Linked DNA regions of Mus musculus: region 2 is linked to region 1. Evidence: chromatin contacts called from public HiChIP or PLAC-seq data. All regions are on one chromosome and are shown on one strand. Each heading gives the region's core, a stretch centred on a gene start, on an enhancer-like site or on the middle of the called end of the contact. The rest is flanking DNA. Distances are from core to core; before and after follow the strand shown. Region 1 has its middle 91 kb from the start of Map3k7. Region 2 has its middle 50 kb from the start of n-TGccc3.

Region 1 (5,832 bases), core at 1,434-3,933:
GGTCTGGGACATGATTGGAGTTTTCTTTTTTAACCACCCTGATTTAAGAAGGATCCTGACAGATGATGGCTTCGAGGGTCATCCTTTCCGGAAAGACTTTCCCCTCACTGGCTATGTTGAGCTACGTTATGACGATGAGTGAAACGGGTAGTGACTGAACCAATGGAGCTGGCACAAGAATTCCACAAGTTTGACCTGCTTTCGGAGGTTTTCCTTGCCTATCGTCAGCCTCCTGAGAGTCTCAAGCTCGAAGCTGGAGACAAGAAGCCTGAAGCCAAGTAACTTCAAAAGCATAGAGATCCTAGAGGAAAAGGCTACACCTAGGGTTGTCTGTAAATAAACTCCAATGGACAGTCAGAAAAAAAAAAAAAAAAAAGATCAGAGGTCCACCTCAGGCATCTTTCCTCAGAGATGGTCGCCTGCATCTTTATTTGTGTGAGGGTGTGTGTTGTGAGTAGATTCGCTCTCCTCTATGTGTGGAGCTCAATGGCCAAAGTCAGGTGTCCTCCTCCAGCACTGTGCTCCACACTTTATTTATTTATTTATTTATTTATTTATTTAGAGATAAAGTCGCAAATGAACTTGGACCTTGTCATTTCAGCTAGACAGGCCAGGCAGCTCTGAAGTCTAGCTTTTATGTAGATTTTGAGGATCTGAGCTCAGGCAGGTCTTCATGTTTTTGCAACAAACTCTATCCACTGAGCCATCTCCCCAGCTCCACCTTGCATTTTGAGACTTGGTGGTCTCTCAATGAGACCTGGAACTCAGCAGCTCCGGCTCCCAGCCAGCAAGCCTTAAGGATCCTCACAGCTCGGCCTCCGTAGCGCCGTGACGACAATGAGATAGTGCTACATTTGACTCTGTAAAAATAATCTAACAGTTGTGCTCATGTGCGCGTGCGTGCGTGCGTGCGTGTGTGTGTGTGCGTGTGTGTGTGTGTGTGTGTGTGAGAGAGAGGGAGAGAGAGAGAGAGAGACCATGTCAGAGGACAACTTTATGAGTTTGTTCTCTCCCTCCAGGGATCAAGCTCAGGTGTCAGGCTTACCCAGTGAGCCATTCAGCTGTCTCAGGCTTGAATTTTCTTCTTCTTTTTTTTAAGTCAGTAAATATAAGAAAGTTTTAAATTGCCCTAAAAGGCAATTTAACACATGGGGGAGATTTTTGAACCTATCACTTTGGTACAGGGCCCAGATTCTGTGACACTGGAGCCTAACTCTCATTGTGAGTGTGACCACTGAGGAGAAGGCTGCCCATGGAAAGCGCTATTTGATAGTCTTAGGGCCAGTGATTCAAGAGAACGAGCCCGCATCTAAAATCCAGAGAGCCTCCGCAGATAAGGAATATTTCCCTGAAATCAAGTGAAGGATTTTTTTCTTTAATTCATTTTTTTTACAGTCCATGTTTTATTCACCCTTCATCCCCCCTCCGACTGTTTCATATCCCACACCTCCTCCCCACTCCCATGTCTCCACATGAATGTCCCCATCCCCCACCCCACCTGACGTCTAAACTACAGTCTCTTGATGGTTAGGTGCATCATCTCTGAATGAACACAGACCCGGAAGTCCTCTGCTGTATGTGTGTTGAGGGCCTCATATTAGTAGGTGTATGCTGCCTGGCTGGTGGTTCAGTATCTGAGAGATCTCAGGGGTCCAGATTAATTGAGACTGCTAGTCTTCTTACAGGATCACCATTCTCCTACGCTTCTTTCAGCCTTCCCTAATTCAACAACAGGGGTCAGCAGCAACCCATTGGTTGGGTGCAAATATCTGCATCTGACTCTTTCAGCTGCTTGCTGGGTCTTTCAGAGGGCAGTCATGATAGGTCCCTTTTTATGAGCGCTCCACAGCCTCAGTAATAGTGTCAGGCCTTGGGATCTCCCCTTGAGCTGGATCCCACTTTGGGCCTGTCACTGGACCTTCTTTTCCTCAGGCTCCTCTCCATTTCCATCCCTGTAATTCTTTCAGACAGGAACAATTATGGGTCAGAGATGTGACTGTGGAATGGCAACCCCATCTTTCACTTGATGTCCTGTCTTCCTGCTGGAGGGGGGGCTCTATAAGTTTCCTCTCCCTACTGTCAGGCATTTCATCTAAGGTCCCTCCCTTTGAGTGCTGGGAGTCTCTCACTTCCCAGGTCTCTGGTATATTCTGGGGGGTCCCCCTAACCTCCTATTTCCTGAGGTTGCCTGTTTCCATTCTTTCTGCTAGCCCTCAGGACTCAAATGAGGGATTTTTAAACGTGATAGCAGGAGTTAAAAGGGAAGCAAGGGACATGCATTTACAAGTAAGTCAGAGACCAGAGGGCTGAGGACACAAAGATGTTACCTGGAGATAGTGAGTGGCCTCCTTCACGCTAGGCCAGCACGGAGCTACTGAGGCAACGCCGTTGCTTCTGCGGATTCCCGTGCTCCAAGAGAAACGGGGCTTTTTCCCTTCCCCAAAGACACTCTGCCAACTAGACCCCAACTGGACCGCCGGATGCGTAAACTGCCCCTGTTCTATGATTCTCATACAAATTTGTCAGTGATTTGCAGACACTATGAAGCAAAATTAGAGAATAATCATTAAAAGCTTCCGACAATATGCCTATCCATAAATTCTTCAAGAGGAAGATGAACCACCTTCACATAGCACGGCCCGGGACCTTACCGGCTCCAGCCATGCCTTCTCTAGCCACTAGATGGCAGTACAAGCACAGACTTTCAAAGGCCCTTTATTGACAGGGTAGCGACAGCCAGCGCTACTAATGAGGCTGGCTTTGTTTTTGTTTCTTTTTTGTCTTCCATAACTTCGGGTTTCTGGTGTCTGATTCGATGTTTTGGGCCACTTGGACTTTCCACTGCACTTCCAGCCCCTTCCAGAGGCTTCATCGTTTTGCTGGGGAGATAACACCGTGGAGCCTTCTGGGAAATTGACTATAGGGATTTGAGAAAAAAGCTTGACTTCCGGCACCCTGGATCAGTGGGTTCATTCTACGAGCTCCATCCAGGTCACCAGCATCCAAATCACTTCCCTGTCGGGACCAGATGTTCAAAGGAAAATCCCGATTCAGAAGTAGGGAATTTCCTAGAAGCGATTTTTAAAATGTATGTTTTTGTGTGTATGTACATCACATGTGTGTGCGTGACCATGGATAGCAAAAGAGGTTGCTAGCGTTTCTGGAACTGAAGATACAGGAGGTTTTGAGCAGCAAGGCACGAGTGCTGGGAACTAAATTAGAATCTCTCGGAAAAATGGGATTCCCCGGAAGAATAGCAAGCATTCTTCAGCAATGAGCCATTTCTCTCTCTCTCTAGGAGCAAAAATTTCCCCCAACTGGATCCTAAGAACCTTGTTCCAGAGGAGAACATCTCTGAGGGTAATTGAGCAAGCTACTCTGGGAACGTATGCCCCAAGCAGAGTTATAATTATTAGTATTATAAGTATTAGTACGTACTACATAAACAGTAAGTGCTGTGCCGAACTCTCTATGAAGATTACCTCATTCACTCAATAACAACTAGCGCTTGTTCCAAGCACTTGAATTTTAAACCGAGTCTGCCTGAGTGAAAACTGTTGTTGTCTCAATGCATACATATATAAAACACAGGACCCTGTGACAGAATCCTGTCCCTTGTGCCTACCGATCCTAAGTTCTAGTTCAGAATGCTTTGATGAAGTCCAAATGCAGGTATGCCTAGCCACGTCCACCAAACAGGAGTCTTCTATAAGTTCCAGTCCAGGGGACACTGGGTCAGATGGGGCCAGCCTGAAGACCAAGGAATTCAGTAATGGTTGGGCTCTGATCCCAAGTGAAGGTGTGTGTGTGCTCAGGGTGGGGTTGGGGTGGGGGTGGACGGGGTACTGTGCTCCAGATAAAGAGAAAGGGCTGGGAAAATCTGATCTCTGCACTCAGTTCTGACAACTCTGGTTCTCATCAGGGGAGTGGCCCTCCTCCTCAGTGCCTCTGGGTTGAGCCCTGCTTGCTTAGATCCTAGAATCCTTTGGAAGCTCAGATAGCATAAGCCTGCTGACGTTAGTCCCACTCGTGGAAATGTAGCCCAGAACTGCACATCTTCATCTGGGTTCGGTACCCACGTGCGTGCTCATGACTTGCTTCTACCAGTCTGTGTCAGAACAAGATGAGAGCACTGTGGGTAGGGGTTAGAGGAAACCCTTCCCTTTGAGAGTCCGTCTTTCCTGGTTAAATACTGATCTGGGGTACTTGCAAGCTTATTTTATTCCCTGGAAATGCATAACTTTGGCAAGAGTAGATTGATCTTCCTTCTCCCCTCCCCCTTCCCCCTTCCCCCTCCTCTCTCCCCTTCCCCCTTCCCACTTTCCCCTTCCCCCTTCCCTTCCCTTCCCAGCTCCCGATCTCTTGCCTCCACCCCCTTAATGCTGGGATTACAGCAATAACCTGGTTTACATGGTCCTAGGCATCAAACCAGGGCTGGAGCACACTAGGGAAGTACTGTACCAACTGTGATACATTTCCAGTCTCCTTTCTTGTCCTTTTTCTTTTTTCCATTCATTTCTTCACTTTTAGCTTTCTTTTTCCTTTTCTTATTTAAAACGTCACTCCCAATTTGTCTCTGAACAGGTAAGCAATTTTGAAAGTGGCTTCTAGACTGCCATCTAGTGGTCATCATAGCTCATGGTCACTGACTTTCTGAGACTACAGATTGTTGGAGTGTGTGTGATTGGGTGTGGCTGGGGGCGGTGTAAGTGTATGCATGCGTGTAGAAGGATGTGTGTATGTGTGCACATGTGAAGGTGTGTGGAGGTGGGGGTGCACATCTCAGTGTATGTGTGTATGTGCACGCATGTGCGTGCACATTTTAAGTGTGTGCTCAGCTGCCAACAGAGAAATGTATTATCATTAAAGGATTCAGGTTTGGGCACTGGAGAGATGGCTCAGCGGTTAAGAGCACTGACTGCTCTTCCAGAGGTCCTGAGTTCAATTTCCAACCATTACATGGTGGCTCACACCATCTGTAATGAGATCCGATGCCGTCTTCTGGTGTGTCTGAAGACAGCTACAGTGTACTCATATAAACAAACAAACAAACAAACAGCAACAAATAAACCTTTAAAAAAAGAATGAGATTTTGCCAGTGTGCTTAAGTTAGGATCCTGAGAACGGGAAACTCTGTGGGTTGTCTAAGGGCCTCAGTGATCCCAGAGGGAGGCAGGAGCATGGGCAGAAGCAAAATCAGGCCAAAGCTCAGGCATACGGGTGGGACGCTAGAGAAACAAGCAGGCCAAAGCTCGGGCATACGGGTGGGACGCTAGAGAAGCAAGCAACGTCCTCCCCAGAGCTCCTCGGAGGAGTGCACCCTCTCTTACAGACTGATGTCGTCCATGACACGTCCTGGACTTCTAACTTCTAGGGTTCTAAGAGAGTAGATTGTGTTGTGCCTAGAGCCATAGAGTCAGAACTCCTTAGAGCAGCAATAGGAAATGGACCAATCTGCACCGAGCTGCAGTTTACTGACTGATGGGCACATGACTACAGACACAGGGAGAGTCCGTATAGGAACAAGGAAGGGCGAGCCCAGCGCATCCACAGAATGTGGGGTTCCCTGGCTCCCCTGCCTGCTGGAGGCCACAATCCCCTGGCAGCAGTCCTGAAAAACAGGCAAAACCTGAGGGATCGATCAGAGAGCCTAGCCCCATGTAATCCTAAAAGTCTGCGAATCCACAACAACCAAAACCCCCCCAAAAAATCCATAAGCTCACCGCAGAACTAAATACAGGCTAAACTAAAGAGACTACTCACCTCCGAATTCGTGCCTTTCTGGAACCATTTCAAATAAGAATAAAAGAAAACGAGTCTGTGTGGGAGGTG
Region 2 (5,240 bases), core at 1,266-3,765, 220 kb after region 1:
CCTACTTTAGCTGTGCTGCTAGGACTGCAGGTGGAAGCTCGATGCTCAGCTTGGGCATAGTGGATTCTAACTAACTTAGTTCCTTCGTTCCCATTGTCACCATGCCCTCCCTCCCTTCTTCCCCCTTGTCCTTCTTTCCTGCTCCATCCTTATTTCCTCCTGCCTTTATTTCATTTCCTTATGAACTGGACTCCCCATCCTGTGAAACCACTCAGAGTCTGTCCTGCATCTCCATCACCATTTTCCAAATGTCCATTCCCAGGCCATTTCAGAGAAACCCACAGTATATAAAACCAAGTTGCCTACCTGCCTTCTTGGCTCTTTCTTGGCTTGATGAGGTTTCTCACATCACACAAGCAGGCAGTGGAGGGAAAAGCTGCAGCTTCGTTAGCTGCTTGGGACTGAGCCCCCGTGCTCCTTCTAAATTCTAGAGAGAGAGGTGAGCTGAGCTGTGTATCCCGGGAAACATTTGGTTCTAAGAGGGACCAATTCCAGAAATGCAAGGTTTTCTTTTTATACGACTAGCAAACTTGCATTGATTAAGATGTGTCAAACAGGTGCTGGGCGTGTGCAAAGCTATTTCATGATTTTTCATAGAACTGAATGGTTATTTTTAAGTGTGTCTATATTATTCTCAGGCAGACTGCTGGATAAAAAAGTACAAAGGGCTAAAAATACGTAAGAGTTTCTGTATTCTCTGTTTTAAAAGAAACCAACTTCTGCAATCCCTTTCCATTTGTAGGAACAGAACACCATGGCTTTGGCCATGATTGCAAGTGGTTTCTCAGTGTCTATGTTCTAAGACAGATCGCCATCAAAAGGGCATTGGCTGATCTGTAAGTCATCAACACGTGAGGAGGTGATTATAGTCAGACCCTCTCTCTGTGATTGCTACTGTTCTGAACTTGCGGGTTTTGTTTGTTTGCTTGTTTGTTTTGAGACAGGGTCTCTTTATGTAGTCCTGTCAGCCCAGGAGCTCAGTAAGCAGACCATGCCTGTATCTCAGGTGCGTTCCCATGATCCTGACTGAGTTGTTTGCCCCTCTGGTCGTAATGCCAGCCTCCTAAGGTGCTCTGAAGATTAGCTTGGAGCAGAGCCAGCACATGGTAAATGCTTAGTGTGTACTGGAAACTTTTTTATGTTTTCCATTTATTTTGGTTTTTTAGAATGCTGGTTAAATAAACACAATATGTATTCTCTTTTGAAGTGTATAGTTCAGTAGTGGTGGTTATATTTAAATTGTTGTGTAGCAGATCTGTAGGATTTCCATGTTACAGCCCTGAAGTGTTTGTTATTGTTATTATTTTAAATCTCACTTTCTCCCACAGTCAGTTGCACAGTTTCGTGGACTGGGATGTCGACTCTGCTGAGCAGAAACTGCTTGGTGATGTATGGAAGGAGCCAGCGCCAGCCCCCCCCACCCCAATTTCTTGAATGAATGAATAAGAACAATGGCATAGTGAATGCGGTTTTGAAAACTTATTTCTCACTTAACAAGTAAATCTATTTTTAAACCGTTTTAAGTGGAGTAGTGTAAATGGAAAACTGTCTGCCTTCAGGAGTTAAGCTCATTTTTTGTTTTGATTTGAAATAGGGCCTTACTATGTAGACCAGGCTAGCCTCAAACTCACAATTCTCCTGATTCAGCCTTTTGAGTGTGGGGTTTACAGGTGTGGTACAAAGTGGTTCATAAGGCAGCAATCTCTTTTTTTAAGATTTATTTTTATTTATGTGTAAGTATGAATCTCTCTCTGTGTGTGCGCGCACGCGCACGTGCCTTTTGCAAGGTGCCTGAGGAGGCCAGAAGAGGGTGTCAGATCTCCTGGAGCTGGAGTTAAAGGTGGTTGTGAGTCACCTGACATGGGAGCTGGGAACTGAACTTGAGTCCTGCTCAAGAGGCACAAGTGAGTCTTAAACCGCTGAGCAATTTCTTTACCCATATCCCCCACCCCCACCCCCGTGATGTTAAAATGCATTTGTACTGTTTCTCAGTTATTATAAATTCTGCCTTTTCTAATTCAACTTTCCTTCAACAGGAAAAAGAATATCTATTTAGTGTGGATGGTAAAAGAAAAGAGGAAATACTAGCCAATATGCCAAGAATTTGAAAAGCATTCACTTTAAATTCAAACCTTATTCTGTTCATCTGGTCAGGCCTGGCCACTAGAATTCTTACTTCCTTAGGGAACACATGAATCATCTTGTTCTTCCATTTGGATCAGAGGTTCAGGCCTTCATCTGTACTTGCCAGAATTAATGGAACACTAGTATTTCCACTGAGATCCAATCTGGTCAGGCCTGGCCAATCTCAGTCCAGTCTGGGTCTGAGTCTACTCTGGGTCTGGTCTGGGTCTGGTTTAGTCTGAGTCTGATCTGGGTCTGGGGCTGGGTCTGGTTTGGTTTGAGTCTGGTCTGTGCCTGTGTCTAGTATAGGTCTGGCTGTAGCCTGGGTCTAGACTGGGTCTGGTCTGGGTCTGGTCTGGGTCTGGGTTAGTTTGGGTCTGGATCTAGTCTGAGTCTGGGTTTGGGTATGGTCAGACTAGTCTGGTCATGTGCTGTCTAGTCCTGTCTGGCCCAGTCTAGCCCGGTCCCTTTTGGGGTCTTTTAAAAGAATATTTATTGAACATTGCCTAGAAAGGGCCAACACTCTAGGCAAAAGAGAAGAAAACTGTCTCTGACTAAAAAACCTTCCATCTGTAATTAATTACCATCATGTTCTGTGGATTTTTTTTAAACGTTAAATTTTTGATAGGGATTATTTTGCTCATGGGCAAAGAAATCACTTAAATGTTTTTTGGGTTTTTTGGGGGGGGGGTTGGTTTGGTTGTTTGTTTGATTTCTATTTATTTTTAGCTAAACCTTAGGTTTCGTTTTATGACAAATAGGAATGCTGCAATGAGCTCCTTTTGTTTAAACATTGCCATTAGGAAGTAAGCACAGAATGTGGGCTTTGCAGAGACTCACTTCCTTCTACGGGGAACAGGGCTGGTGGGGCCTTGGAGGGTGTGCAGGAGACAGGAAGCCTGTGGCCTGCCAGCGTCTTAACGGGTCCATACAACATGGTGCCTGTCAGGAGTGGGGAGCCAGGCAGCAGCACTCGTCGATGGATGCTTGGCAAACCCTTGCTCAGCTGCATGGCCTGCAGTTATTCATCTTCTGATGGTGATGGCTTTGCCCTTTCCATTGTGACTTCTGGAAACTGGCTGTGCCTACTCATTTCTTCCTGAGCCTGAAGATGGAGTTTATCTGTGAATCAGAGACCATAATCTTTTGAAAGGTCTCCCTTGTGTTCTGAGATTAAAATATTCTTGGGCGAGTGTGATGATTCAGTGGTAAGGTTATGGCCTGAGTTTGATGATGGATGGAGAGAATCAAGTTCCGCAAGTTATCCTCGAACCTCCGTACTCACGTGCGCGCACACATACACACCAACCCACACAAATATATGTAGTGAGAATTTAAAAATGTTCCCATATTTGGATTCTAACAGCAAGAAGATGCATGTTTATAAAATATATAAATATTGTACAGAAAATATAAGTTAACTATTTCTATGTACAAATGTAAACTTCCCTAATGTTTCAAGTCTCCTGTTTGAGTCTGTACCTAAGGAGGAATAGAAATCAAAGACAAGCATGGCCCGGACTCTGAGGTTCTGTTGTCTCACCTGTCCCAGGAGGGAAGCCAGCCTCCTCCTCAGAGCATCTTGGGCTTGGTGACATGACCTTCAGCCAGGCTCTCTGTTCGACTCAGCCGGAACCTCCCTGTGACTGACCAGGGGCCAGGGGCTTGGCAGGGTTGCCTGTCTGTCTGTCTGTCTCTCTCTCTCTCTCTTTCTTTTTTCTGAAATGCCCTTAAGCCTCCCAACCTCACTTTTCATTTTTCTAAGCCTTGCTCATTCTTCACTTCCTTTAGACGCCCCTCCCAGGATCCCCACCCTCAGAGGGTGCCACCCTGCCGTACACGCTTTCTCTTCTCTTTTCTCTTCAAGTTGTTCTCAAAAATGTCAAGTGTATTTTCACCTATGAGTTTGTTTCTCTAATGGTTTTCTCTTATAACACTGTAAGCAGTGTCAGGGAGTGTGGCTGGTTTGTCTGTGTTCACAATATCGGTTTCTAGCAAGGAGAAGAGACTCAAGGAAAAAAGTTGATGTGTGAGCTTTTCACACTTTTTATTAAATGAAAGGTATAACCCGTCATTTATAATGCTGTGAAAACTTTCGTTTTGTTTTGAGATAGGCTCTTGCTACACAGCCGAGGCTGGCCTCAGACTTAGGATTCTTCTGTCTCTGGGCTACCATGCATGACTAAGGGTTTGTAATTTTTTATTAGGCGTTTTAGATGAACTGTAGTATAGCACAAACACACTTTTTGAAAGTTGAGTGAGCACCATGGTGTGACTGTCCTCATGCACAGGAGGGTCCTGGCTTTGCGGAAGTCTCGAATGTGGGATATGCCCCTTGTGGGTTGCTTTTCTCAATTGGCAAATGAACAGTCTGGCCAGATCTAACTCACATAGGGCTTCTTAGTTCACCTACTACTTGGTTATCAAACCAGTGCTGGGCATTGCTGTGGGATACACAGAAAAATAAAGTTAGTTCTTGCATGTATTCATTCGTGTAAAAGTGTTTATTGAATAATAGTGCATACCTACTGAGCCTTAGAGGGTATCATAGTTATGAATACCTGTGTCGCACTCATAGCTATATGTATTTGTACGATGTATTCTAGCCTAAGGTCTAAGAAAAATGTGTTCTTATATGTAGTGAAGATAAGAGGGAACCCCAAAGAAAGGTACAGAATGCTGTACAGGTGTAAGCTGAGTAATGCTAAGGGCACAGGAAAGCATCTTGGATAAAATAGAGTGAGGAGTTCTCTCAAACAGTGGGGAGAACCTTGACAGTTGGAGCTCTTAGAGAAATTCTGGGTGTGGGAACCACTTGAGGGAAGGTGTGGGACAAGGAAAATACTTAGAAAAGAGGCATCCCCTTCATGGGAGCACGGAGAAGAGGTGGTATATAGGAAGCATCCCGCTGAACGTCAGGGTGAGGCTATTGGCCTTTAGGGCAGGACGATCCTTAAATCTGGGAAAGGATACTTTGAGTTACTTTTAAAACGTAAGTGTGTGTGTGTGTGTGTGTGTGTGTGTTATCATCTGCAAGTGGGGATAATTTGACATTTTCCCTTTCTCCTTGCATTCCTTGAATTTGCCCCGACCCCCACCCCCTTGCCTTATTCCTT

Evidence for each region. HiChIP or PLAC-seq counts read pairs in DNA pulled down with a chosen protein or histone mark.
Region 2: a contact with region 1 is called in an H3K4me3 HiChIP or PLAC-seq map of bone marrow-derived macrophages, with 5 times the contacts expected there. The contact joins two enhancer-like sites. A contact is called at or near these places in 1 of 15 datasets of contacts at CTCF or cohesin (large pre-B cells), 4 of 484 Hi-C or Micro-C datasets (DN3 thymocytes, large pre-B cells, liver and 1 more) and 6 of 115 datasets of contacts at active chromatin or transcription factors (bone marrow-derived macrophages, embryonic basal ganglia, embryonic hindbrain and 3 more).

What each region holds. Positions count from the first base shown.
Region 1 is chr4:32,052,633-32,058,464 of GRCm38.p6, forward strand. It overlaps the pseudogene Gm11927. Among named protein-coding and RNA genes, the nearest start is that of Map3k7, 91 kb to the left of the region's middle. Within about 2 kb of position 2,684, at least 122 of the 459 cell types and tissues checked have an H3K27ac peak or open chromatin away from gene starts, as enhancers often do. A contact at or near this core is called in bone marrow-derived macrophages, where this site is marked.
Region 2 is chr4:32,277,581-32,282,820 of GRCm38.p6, forward strand. It overlaps a transcript of Bach2 not described here. Among named protein-coding and RNA genes, the nearest start is that of n-TGccc3, 50 kb to the left of the region's middle. Within about 2 kb of position 2,516, at least 65 of the 459 cell types and tissues checked have an H3K27ac peak or open chromatin away from gene starts, as enhancers often do. A contact at or near this core is called in bone marrow-derived macrophages, where this site is marked.